2 separate regions of the Mus musculus genome follow, and region 1 is linked to region 2. The links are chromatin contacts, called in public HiChIP or PLAC-seq maps. All regions are on one chromosome and are shown on one strand. Each heading gives the region's core, a stretch centred on a gene start, on an enhancer-like site or on the middle of the called end of the contact. The rest is flanking DNA. Distances are from core to core; before and after follow the strand shown. Region 1 overlaps Mta3 (metastasis associated 3). Region 2 overlaps Eml4 (echinoderm microtubule associated protein like 4).

Evidence for each region. HiChIP or PLAC-seq counts read pairs in DNA pulled down with a chosen protein or histone mark.
Region 1: an H3K27ac HiChIP or PLAC-seq map of embryonic stem cells shows a contact between it and region 2, with 4 times the contacts expected there. The contact joins two enhancer-like sites. A contact is called at or near these places in 3 of 484 Hi-C or Micro-C datasets (cerebral cortex, liver and nephron progenitors) and 3 of 115 datasets of contacts at active chromatin or transcription factors (effector CD8 T cells and embryonic stem cells).

Annotation. Positions count from the first base shown.
Region 1 is chr17:83,805,815-83,810,946 of GRCm38.p6, forward strand. All of the region lies in intron 16 of Mta3 (metastasis associated 3), which reads left to right. Among named protein-coding and RNA genes, the nearest start is that of Gm41637, 18 kb to the right of the region's middle. Within about 2 kb of position 2,372, at least 76 of the 459 cell types and tissues checked have an H3K27ac peak or open chromatin away from gene starts, as enhancers often do. A contact at or near this core is called in embryonic stem cells, where this site is marked.
Region 2 is chr17:83,464,100-83,469,169 of GRCm38.p6, forward strand. The region is part of intron 19 of Eml4 (echinoderm microtubule associated protein like 4); the gene reads left to right. It overlaps Gm46594 (a long non-coding RNA gene), which reads right to left. Exons shown (of 3, transcript XR_003952356.1): 1 at 639-5,070. Among named protein-coding and RNA genes, the nearest start is that of Gm46594, 6.4 kb to the right of the region's middle. Within about 2 kb of position 3,017, at least 5 of the 459 cell types and tissues checked have an H3K27ac peak or open chromatin away from gene starts, as enhancers often do. A contact at or near this core is called in embryonic stem cells, where this site is marked.

The DNA.
Region 1 (5,132 bases), core at 1,122-3,621, 340 kb after region 2:
CCCACAGAGGGGCCTTGGGCTCAGACTTAAAGGAGTATTGGCTCCTTTCTTTCCACCTAGGCATGTCCTCTGCTTCCCTGAGTCCTGCTGCAGAGCAGAAAGTAGGTTGTGCTCTCTCCTCTCCCTCCTCCTCCTCGTCTTTCTCTTCCTCCTCCTCCTCCTCCTCCTTTCTGAGATAGGCTGGTCTTAAACTTACTATGGAGTTAAAGACTAATCTTGAGAGTCTGTTCTTCGGCCCCTCCCTCCCAGGGGCTGGGTACAGGTGTGTGCCATCATGCCCATTTTAGGTAGTGTGGGGGGGATCGAACCCAGGGTTCTATATCTGCTAGCTACATGCGTCTGTCACCTCCCTCACTGCTGTGTCAGAAATACCTACCAAGAAGCAACTTAAGGGCTGGTGAGATGGCCCAGTCAGTACAGTACCTACCACACATGTGTAAGAGCCTGGGTTGGATCCCAGCTCCCACCTAAAAGCCAGGTGTCGTGTGTCTGCAGCTTTAGCAGAGGTGTGTGTGTGTGTGTGTGTGTGTGTGTGTGTGTGTGTGTGTGTGTGTGTGTGTAGACAGATCCCTAAAGCTCTCACACACCTGCACATACATGTACCTACTTGAACATATACATCCACATATTCATACCCACAAAAAAAAACAACTTTTAAAGAAAGGAACTTAAAGAAGGGAGGTTTTATTTTGTTCACAGAGCCAGGGAATATAGTCCAGCGAGATGAGGAAGGCACGGGGCAGGCCTGAGTGGCATCTGGTCACATTGCATCTGCGAAATGCAGTCAACAGGAAATGGGGCCAGAGTGTAAGACCCCAGTGGTCTGCTTCCTCCGCCTACTAAACCTTCTGCAGCTCCCCAGACAGGGCCACTGTGTGTGGACCAAGTGGTGGAATGCAGAACTTATGGGGACATTGCACATTCAAGCCACAGCACCAGACAAGCAGTCCACCAGTGTGCCACACCCCCAGCCCTTCACCAGTCTCTGCAGTAACCAGTGCTGGAAGTCTCCCTCGCACCTCACACGGCCGCTCTGCAGCCAGGTCCAGACCTGTACGGCAGCTCCGGTCAGGTCATCTCTTCAGCACCTGGTGCCCAGCATCATGGCCCTCTTCTCCTTGGGGCTTCGCCTCCAGAGCAGCTTGCCCTGCTTCTCACTGAATGAATGCAGGCTGTTGCAAGGTCACTGCCTCTGCACTCTGAAGAGGACGCAGGGGCACAGCACGCATGAGTTCCTGACGCCATACTGACCAAGTCAGCAGCTCGCCGCGGGTGACACCTGCCTCGTTTCCCAAAGATACCCAGTCTTTTCTTCAAAACTCTTTGATCCGCTGTCGCAGCTCAAAAAGGAGGCTGGTGACAACATGCCTTGCCGTGTGCTAGCCAACTAACCTGTGCCTTCCCATTCGGTTCACGCAAAAAGATCTCTGGTTGGGATGGGTTTGTTAGGGCACACAATTGTATCTCTGTGCCCAGAGCCTGGCACTTAGGTGCACAATATAAATTATACAAAGGAAAGTGTTGAAGAAAACAGACCTAGTGCAGTGGATTGTAATTCCCCAGTTTACCAAATATGGGCACAGATGGACTCTAAGTCAAGGACAACGAGTTTCAGAATCACTCTCTAGTAACTGCTCCAGCAAGCAGAGAGTGTGGTGGTCCACACACGAGCCCTAGCACTCAGGAGGAAGTGGTGGGAGGAGTCTTTAGACCTGCCCAGGTTACGTACCCAGACTCTTATCTTAAAGCAGAAGGGGCTGGCGAGACCGCTCAGGAGTTAGAATCATACTCTCTCTGCAGAAGACACAGCACACGTGCCTGGTGGCTCACAGGGGCCTTTAACTCCCACTTCCTCTTCCACCTTCACTGCAGTCGTGTGCACATAGCCCCTCACACATAATTAAAAATAAGATAAAAACTTTTAAACATGCTTCTCTTTATTTTTGGTTGTGAGCCCAGCGGAGCCATCTTTCCAGCCCGAAAATATTTTTTAAAAGCAATGTGAGTACTATTTAGAAATAGGAACTATAATGGCTCCTCGGCCTTTGGGCTAAGATCAAGTGTAGAAATAGAAGCTATATTAACTGTTTTAACAGCTAAGTTATTATAAGACATCAATAGAACAACAGCTGGACGGTAGAGCAGACCAACTAACACGGCGAATGTCCTTGAGTTCAAAGGGCACAGAAACTGGAAGTATCTCAATTTAGAAGCTTTCAGAGGATATACCAGGCGGTGATGGTCCAGAACTCGGGAGGCAGAGGCAGGCAGATCTCTTGAGTTCGAGGCCAGCCTGGTCTACCAAGCTAGTTCCAGGACAGCTAGAGCTACACTGAATGGCTAGGACTGGAACAAGCTGCTTGTGCTAACAGGGTGTGGCTGACTGGAACAGAAGGATACTTGTAGCTCTCTAGCGCCCCCTTCTGGGAGAAGAGGGAGCCGTGGCAAAGGATTTTTTTTTTTTTAAGAGACTTGGTCTCAAGTGTCAGGAAGCCATCAGAGGGATAAATTTGGTGCCTTGAGGCCATACTGCTACAGAAACAGATTCCTAGTGGGCCCTTTCCTTGGAACAGTGACCGTGTTTCTTATTCTCTCAGGATCCAGGTCCTGACTAACCTCAGTGCTGGATAATATCTGGTTAGTGTAGTAAGTTTCCATCTCCTAGTTCTATTATCAAATACCAAAGCAGGTACAGATTCACGGGGAAAAGCCTTACCCCGTGTGATACAATGTTGAAACCAATTAGCACAGGTACTTAATTACCACAGCCAACAGATGGACAAGACTGTGAAGATAGGGGAAACTAATTTGGCTGCAGACAACCTGCTTCCAGTGAGTGTCCCGCCTCCCAGCTTCCTGTCTCTTCTCTGTCACTCATCTCCCCTCCTGTCCTTGCCTCTCAGGTGCTTTTTTTACTTTTAGGCAGGAAATCGCTGTGTAGCTTACGATCCCACGGAGTTCCAAGTGTATGTCCCTTGGTTCTGTATTTCTGGGCCCGAGGTGAGGTTGGAACATCATAGCAGCAGAAACATAAGCCAGCATTGTTGACCACAGCGGCAGGCAGCAAGCACAGGTGGACTTCCGGTTCCCGGTGGTGGGAGCTCTTGATATTTGCAAGAAGGAATTTTTTTTCAGACATTTAAAAAAAATGGTTTTTCGTTCTTTTGAGACAAGATGCCATGTATCCTAGCTTCCCTCAAACGCCAGATGTAGCAAAGGTGCCAGCATGCCTAGTGTCTACAGTACTGGGGTCTAACCTAGGGCCTTGTGCACCAACACACATTTATTTTGGGGGAAGCAGTCTACAGCTGAGCTCCATTCTAGATCACCTTGTCACACACACACACACACACACACCCTCCCCTACCCCCAAATAGACAGACAATTTCATACTGCTTTCCTGAAAGTTTCTGTCTTTTACTTGGCCCTGGTACAGACTAGGGTCAGAGAACAAGCACTGAGTGTGGGTTAAGCCAGTCCTAAGGCGTCGGACCACATACAGCACCCACCCAACGGAACTGACTCCACCCAACGGAACTGACTCCACCCAACAGAACTGACTCTGCCAGTGCAGACGGGCTCATGTGTCAGAAGCCTCGGTGCAGGGAGCTGGAAAGGCAGGGTTGATCTGACAGTCATACCGCGCAGATATGTTCAGTGTGGTACGTCCTAGTGTCGGGCCCTGTGCTGTCACCCACCCATTTGCCGACATACTTAGAGGTGCTTTGATGTCATTTGCATTGCTGGCAGACAGAGAACCTGCTACAGGGGTTCCACTACGTTAATGCCCAGTTATCAGGGATAGGCCCTTTAAGGGAAGCTCTCTGTGCCTCTGAGAGCGCAAGAAAGGGCGGCGGGGCAGGGGAATAGAGGCATTTGTACCATGGGCAGTGGAGACAGGTAGCCAAGTGTTTGCAGGAGCTGCAATGAATCTCGGACTTCTCCCTCCTGCTCCCGTGAGGCCTTTGGCTTCTTCACACCTGTTTTCTCCTCTTTCAATCTGTAAAGTGGTGATGGCATCCGCCTTACAGAGCTGCTCTCACGATGACATCATTTATACTTTTATATCATTTCATCATTTCATTTCAGTAGTGGAGAAAAAAAAAATCAACAGCCCAGAGAGGTTTAGTGACTCACCCAAAGTCACATCGTTAATGGGTAACTGCGGTGGGATTTGAACTCCCAATCTTGTGTCGTCCTCTAGGTGAACAAGGACCCTGGGCTGTGCTGAGTGAGGCATGCTCTTGGGTGATGTTCATGTTTCCTGGGTATAAGAGTCGAGTGTCTGTTTGCAAATACATAGGAAAATGCAGTGGGTATTCGGGAATCTTTTGGTTTCATTTCATTTTGTTTGTTTCTTACTCAGACTGAAGGTCTAACAGAAACCTGTGGGCTCCATTCTCTGGCTCCCAAAGCCTCTCCTTCCGTGTCTCACCCCTGTAGTGTTTCCTTTCCGGCTTTCAGGAGAGTGGAAAAAAAGAGAAGAGAAAATGCAAAGAGTCACTTGAAGGTAGAAGGTGTTTAAATGAAGTCTGCTGCCTCTGACTCATAGTGGGTGCTCAGTAAGTGTTAAGGTTCTATCTGCAGTGTGGACCTATAGCTCAGTTGGAAAAAGGGCCAGTCCTGCCAGCACAAGGGCCTGCATCTCATCTACAGAACTCACTTTTGAAAGCAGGGGTGTGGCGGAGAGACCTGGGCGTGGTAGTGAACGCCTTTGATCCCAGCACATAGGAGGCAAGCCGAACTCTGAATTCACGGCCAGCCTGGTCTACAGAGTGAGTTCCAGGACAGCCAGAGCTACATAGAGAAATTGTCTCTGAAAATCAGAACTGGGGTGTGAGGGGCACTCTGGATAAATGGCTCAGCAGATAAGAGCACTGGCCGTTTTTCCAGATTTGATTCTCAGAACCTTCATGGCAGCCCACAACCATCTACAACTCTACTCCCAGGGGATCTAATGACCTCTTCTGGCCTCCGAGGACACCAAGCACCCATGTGCCACACAGACAGACATGTAGACAAAGCACCCATAAGCATAAGTAAATATAGTTTTAAGAAGACACCTGTTCATAATCCTGCTCAAGGAAGATCAATCCCTGGGACTTTCCAGCCATTCAGCCTGGCCGTCTTGG
Region 2 (5,070 bases), core at 1,767-4,266:
CTCTTTTAAAAATAAAATTGTGATTACCTAACTGGAGAACACAGTTGCCTATCTCTTCCTTACATTTGAGTTCAGCATTTCTCTCCCTCTAACTAGTATTAAGAGTTTATTTAATGTTTGACACAGGTTTCTCTGTTTAACCCTGGCTGTCCTTGAGCTTAGTAAGTAATGTAATGTGGTAATATTTTGCATTTAAGACAGTTAGCTGAAATGGATTTCCATATTCTGAAGGTAAAAGGTCATCTTTAAAAGATGAAAATTAAATTCTATAGATAATCTGCATGGTTACTGTAAGGTAGGAACTCTGCTCACACTAAAGAAAGGGCCTAGGCACCAAGACTATCTGGAAGATGTGTCCCTTTGTCCTCAAGAGGTACAGGTGCCAGGCATGGTAGCACTCATCTGTAGTTCCAGGCCAGCTGGGGCACTCAGCAAAGAGCCAAGAAGAAAAGGAAAACAAACCAAGCACACCGCCACCGAGAAGTCTAGCTGAAAGGGCAGCTGCAGCTCAGTGCGGGTTACCTGCCAGCGTATCTGATGCCTAGCTTCACTCTCACACGGGATGGGAATGAAGAGTAGGGAGGTAATAGGCCGTGGTGGCTACAGACACAGACTGCATCAGACATCAGACTCCTTACCTGAATTTCACTTACTCACTTGGACACGAGTGTGGCCTTGAACAGGTTACTCTAACCTTCTGTTTCAGTCTTCTCACCTGTAAAGTAAGGATAATAGTAGTTTCTACTTCACAGGATTAAAAGAAGCTAATGCAGGGCTGAGGACATGGCTCAGTAAGTAAGAGTGTTTAGTGTGCAAGCATGAAGACTGAGTTTGAATTACCAGCACCCCCATAAAACGCTGGGCATGGACATGCATGCCTGTAACCCAGCGCTGGGGAGTAGACAGGAGGATCACTGGGATTCACTGACTTATAGCCTAGCTCCAGCTTACATGACAGACCCTGTTTCAAGGGACAAGGCAGACACTAGCTGGCCCCCATATATATATACAGCACACAGGGAGGGAAGGAAGAAGCAGCAGCAAAGCGAATGTGTGTAAAGAACTGAGGCTGGTGTCTGGCGTATAAATACTCAGTAAATGTTCAAAATGGAGTAACTTAGCATGTGTGCTAGGAAATTATTCAGAATTAGCAAATGACGTGATGAATTAGCATGGTGGCACAAATCCTTTGATAGTCTTGATAAAACAATTCACTCACGTGCATAAATAAAGAATTAGTTCTTCTAAACACACATGTAGTGTGGGGCTGAAAATTATTTTACTTATTTTACACAGATTGACTATGCTTTACTTAAAATGCTTAGCACCAGAAGTGTTTCAGCTTTCAGGTTTCTGGCATTTCGAATATTTATATTTTCATTATAAGAGATCTTAGGGCCAAATTGAAGTAGAAACACTGATTCGTCCGTTTCTTACACTCAGAGCACAGAGATAAGGTTATACAGTGTGTTTAGTACACTTGTGTTTTGACCCACCTATCACACAAGCTTATAAAGTTCTAGATTGTTAAGCATTTCGGACATTCGCATTCGGAGTTTTCAGTTTGCTTATCCTGGCAGCGCAGACCTGTGCTCTTAGCAGTCTGGAGGCAGCGGCAAGAACATTGGTCACAAGATCAAGGCCAAGCAGGTCTACATAATGAGACTATCTCAGAAAAGAAAATAAGAATGTTGGACTTGTATGAGCAAAGACTTAGTGTTTGAGAAGAGAGATTTGTTTATTACTGCTCCATATGTTTTATACCATACCCTAAAACCAGTCCACTTATAAACTGGTCTACAAGCAATCTGAGATACTTGCAGAACTTAATTTAAAAATATTTTCTTTCTTTTGAAAACAAGTTACAAATCATTGTTTGCATCTTTTAATTAATTTATCAACTTAATGTCTGTAGTATATTAAAAAAGATTTAAAAAAAAAAAAGATATTCCAACTCAGCTGGAAAGTGCTCGTCCTGCGAACTTGAGGGCCTTGGGTAGAGCCCAGAACCTTGGTTTAAGCATAAGAAGCTAGGCGTGGTGGTGCTGGATTGTAATTCCTGCCCTGTGCGTGCAGAAACTGGCAGGTCACTGGGATTCACTGCCCACCAGCCTAGCCTATTTGGTGAGTTCCAGACTGGTGAAGAAATGTGAGGTTGTCATCTGGCCTCCGTGTGTATATGTGCATTCACATGGAACATATGCACACACACATACAAAGAAAAAAGGAAAAACTATTTCACTATGAGGATTTTTTAACTTAACCATGGTAGGCTGTAAGTTGTTTGACTATCACGTGCAGGATTTGTGTGTGAGTGCATGTGCACAGTGCACATTGGAGGCGAGAGGACAGCTCTGCATGGCTTCCAGTGCTGGGACACAAGTTCATGGCACGCAGGTCTATAACCACTGAGCCATCTCACTGCCTAACTTTAAATCATGCTTCAGTTTGTAACCTCTTGACAGAAATAAACAGGCCCCAAAGCTTATTTAATAAATAGGGCATAGGAAATATGATTTAACCTTACAGAACCTATATTTTGTTTGTTTGGATGGTTTGTTTTGAGACAGGAACTTCTTATGTGGCCCAGGCCGGCCTCAGCCTCCTGCATCCTAGGACTGTGGAGGTGCACCACCTCACAGAGATGGAGTGGGAATCTGGCTTTAGAGTTGGCTGCAGTGTGGGCTACTTGCTTATTAACTCAGTCCTCCTTTTGCAGTTGTCTTGATATCATGGCAGATCTAGAACTTAAAGTTTTCCTCATTTGCCATCAAGGACAGACTGTGCAGTGCTTATGATCCTCAGAGTGTGTTTTATTATTACCATGTGTTGTATTACCATGTGACTTACCCAGCAGAGAAAAAAAATAGTGGCGTCTAACAGCTGACAAGCAGAAGGACCTTGGAAATGTTGGGAAATGACAGTCCATTAATCACATGAGACAGTCTCAGGACCTGTGTGCGTACACAGAGCCGTTAGGGCTGTGACGGTGGGCACGGCTCTTGCAGGCAGCCTGTGTTTCTGTCCCTGCTCTGTCTACCCCACCGCCTGCTCAGATGCTACTGTTGCTCTGTCTGCTATTAGAGGACAAACTGGACCAGGCTGGATCAGCCACCTACTAACTTGTGACTTCAAGCAAATTGATAGCTTCTCTGAATCTTATTTTCATAAAATTGAATTTTAATAGTTCCTTTCTTAAAATGGTACAGCTAGAGCTCAGGATTCAAATGCAGATGCTGGCCCCTCCTTCCAGTCGTTTTCCTGATTGTATGCAAAGGGATTAGTAAAGAAGCCACGCCATAGTCCGGCTAAGGGAAAGGTTTTTATTGTTGGGGGAGCATGCTGAATATGGCCAGAGCTAGGGAAGCAAGAGAGACAGCATAGCGAGCGAGGGAATTGCGGGGAGACCAGCCAGAGGGGTGTGAAGAGAGTGGGGATCTAAGGGTGCTCGCTTTAATGTCTAACATGGGGATGGAGGGAGCATGGAGGTCAGGCGTGGGCTTTGTTATTTAGGTAAGGGAAATGACCCCTCCTGGCAATAGGAACCAGGTTCACCAGCTCCTAAGGAGTGCTGGCTTACACAGCTGTCAGCAAGCCTTCTGTAGCCCACCGTGGGCTCTGGGTATATGCACTGGTTGTTGTACTGCCCGAGACCTAACACTGATACTGGCCAACGTTTACATGAACAGTGGAGCAAAAAAAAGAAAGAGACAGACTAGAGTGTTAGGAAATAACCCGTGTAATAGAGTATAACCATTCTGAGCAGCTGCAGTCTTCCTCCCTGTGGTGTTATTGTGTGTGGACATGTTATTTCATAGATGATGGGGCAACGCAAGGATGCAAATCTGAGCGCTCTAGTACAGGGCAGCAGGCAGGTTTAAGTGTCCCTACACATTGTCCTTCCAGAAACAAAATATGAGTGATGGTTCCACTGGGCAGCACTCAACAAGATACCTACCTTTTCTCTTTCCAAAAACATTATTTTACAATTATTTTTTAATTGTTTATTTTGTGGACCATTAAATGTTTTTATTGTTTTTTGTGTCCTGATTCATCTAAACTTCCTAGAAATCTCAAAGAAAATAAACCACAAAAGCACCTCAGATTTGAATAGAGTTATGTGCTTTGCAGTTACTATAGTAGATTATACAAAGTACTCCTAGCTTTAAAATTACAGTACTGTCAGGCGGTGAGGGTGTATGACTTTAGTTCAAGCACTTGGGAGGCAGAGATAGGCAGAGCTCTATGGGTTTGAGGCTACCCTGGTCGACAGAATGAGTTCCAGGATAGCCAGGGCTACACAGAGAAACCCTGTCTTGAAAAATCAAACAAATAAAATTAGTGATATAGACTGCTGTAACCAATAAGTCCTGCTCAAATCACCCCAGCAGAAGCCGTGTAAGACACTAAGAGACACACACACACAGCCTTCTATATTAATATGCCTTAAAGAGCTCAATGGCTGGGCCATTCCCAAACTTCCACGTGGCTTGCACCTCCCCTCCAATACTCCTGGGCTGTTACTTAATAAAATCTATATTCCATTTTTGCTGTCCTAGACTAATGGGGGCAGGGGCTGGGGCTGCTCTTCCAGGCTCTTCCATGATTGCTGTGCTCTCCCTCCTGCACCCTCAGGCCTGGTCTCTCTCCTTTCCCGACACTGCGGTTCTCAGTCCTCTCTCTGTCTCTGCCCTCAAATCCTAAAGTCCCATCTCTGTCTCCCTGCCCAGCCATTGGCCGCTGGCCATTTTATTTACCAATTAAAAACAACTAGGTCAGGGACCCTCAACGTTTTACATGCAGATTTTTGTGGACTTTTGGGAACATAGGTAATAATACAAGCATTAGATCAAATCTACTGTCCCCCTTTTCATCCATTAAAAGGCCTTTCTCTCGGATATACATTGAACATAGTAACAGGTATACTATAAGGTATAATATATACTAATAATGTCCAGGCAATCAATTTTGCCAGTTTTAGGTACACTATTCTAACATCTATCCTAACTTAAAAGAGTTTACAATTTTATATCTGAATTGTTTTGATTTTCACTTGCATTACCATCTGAA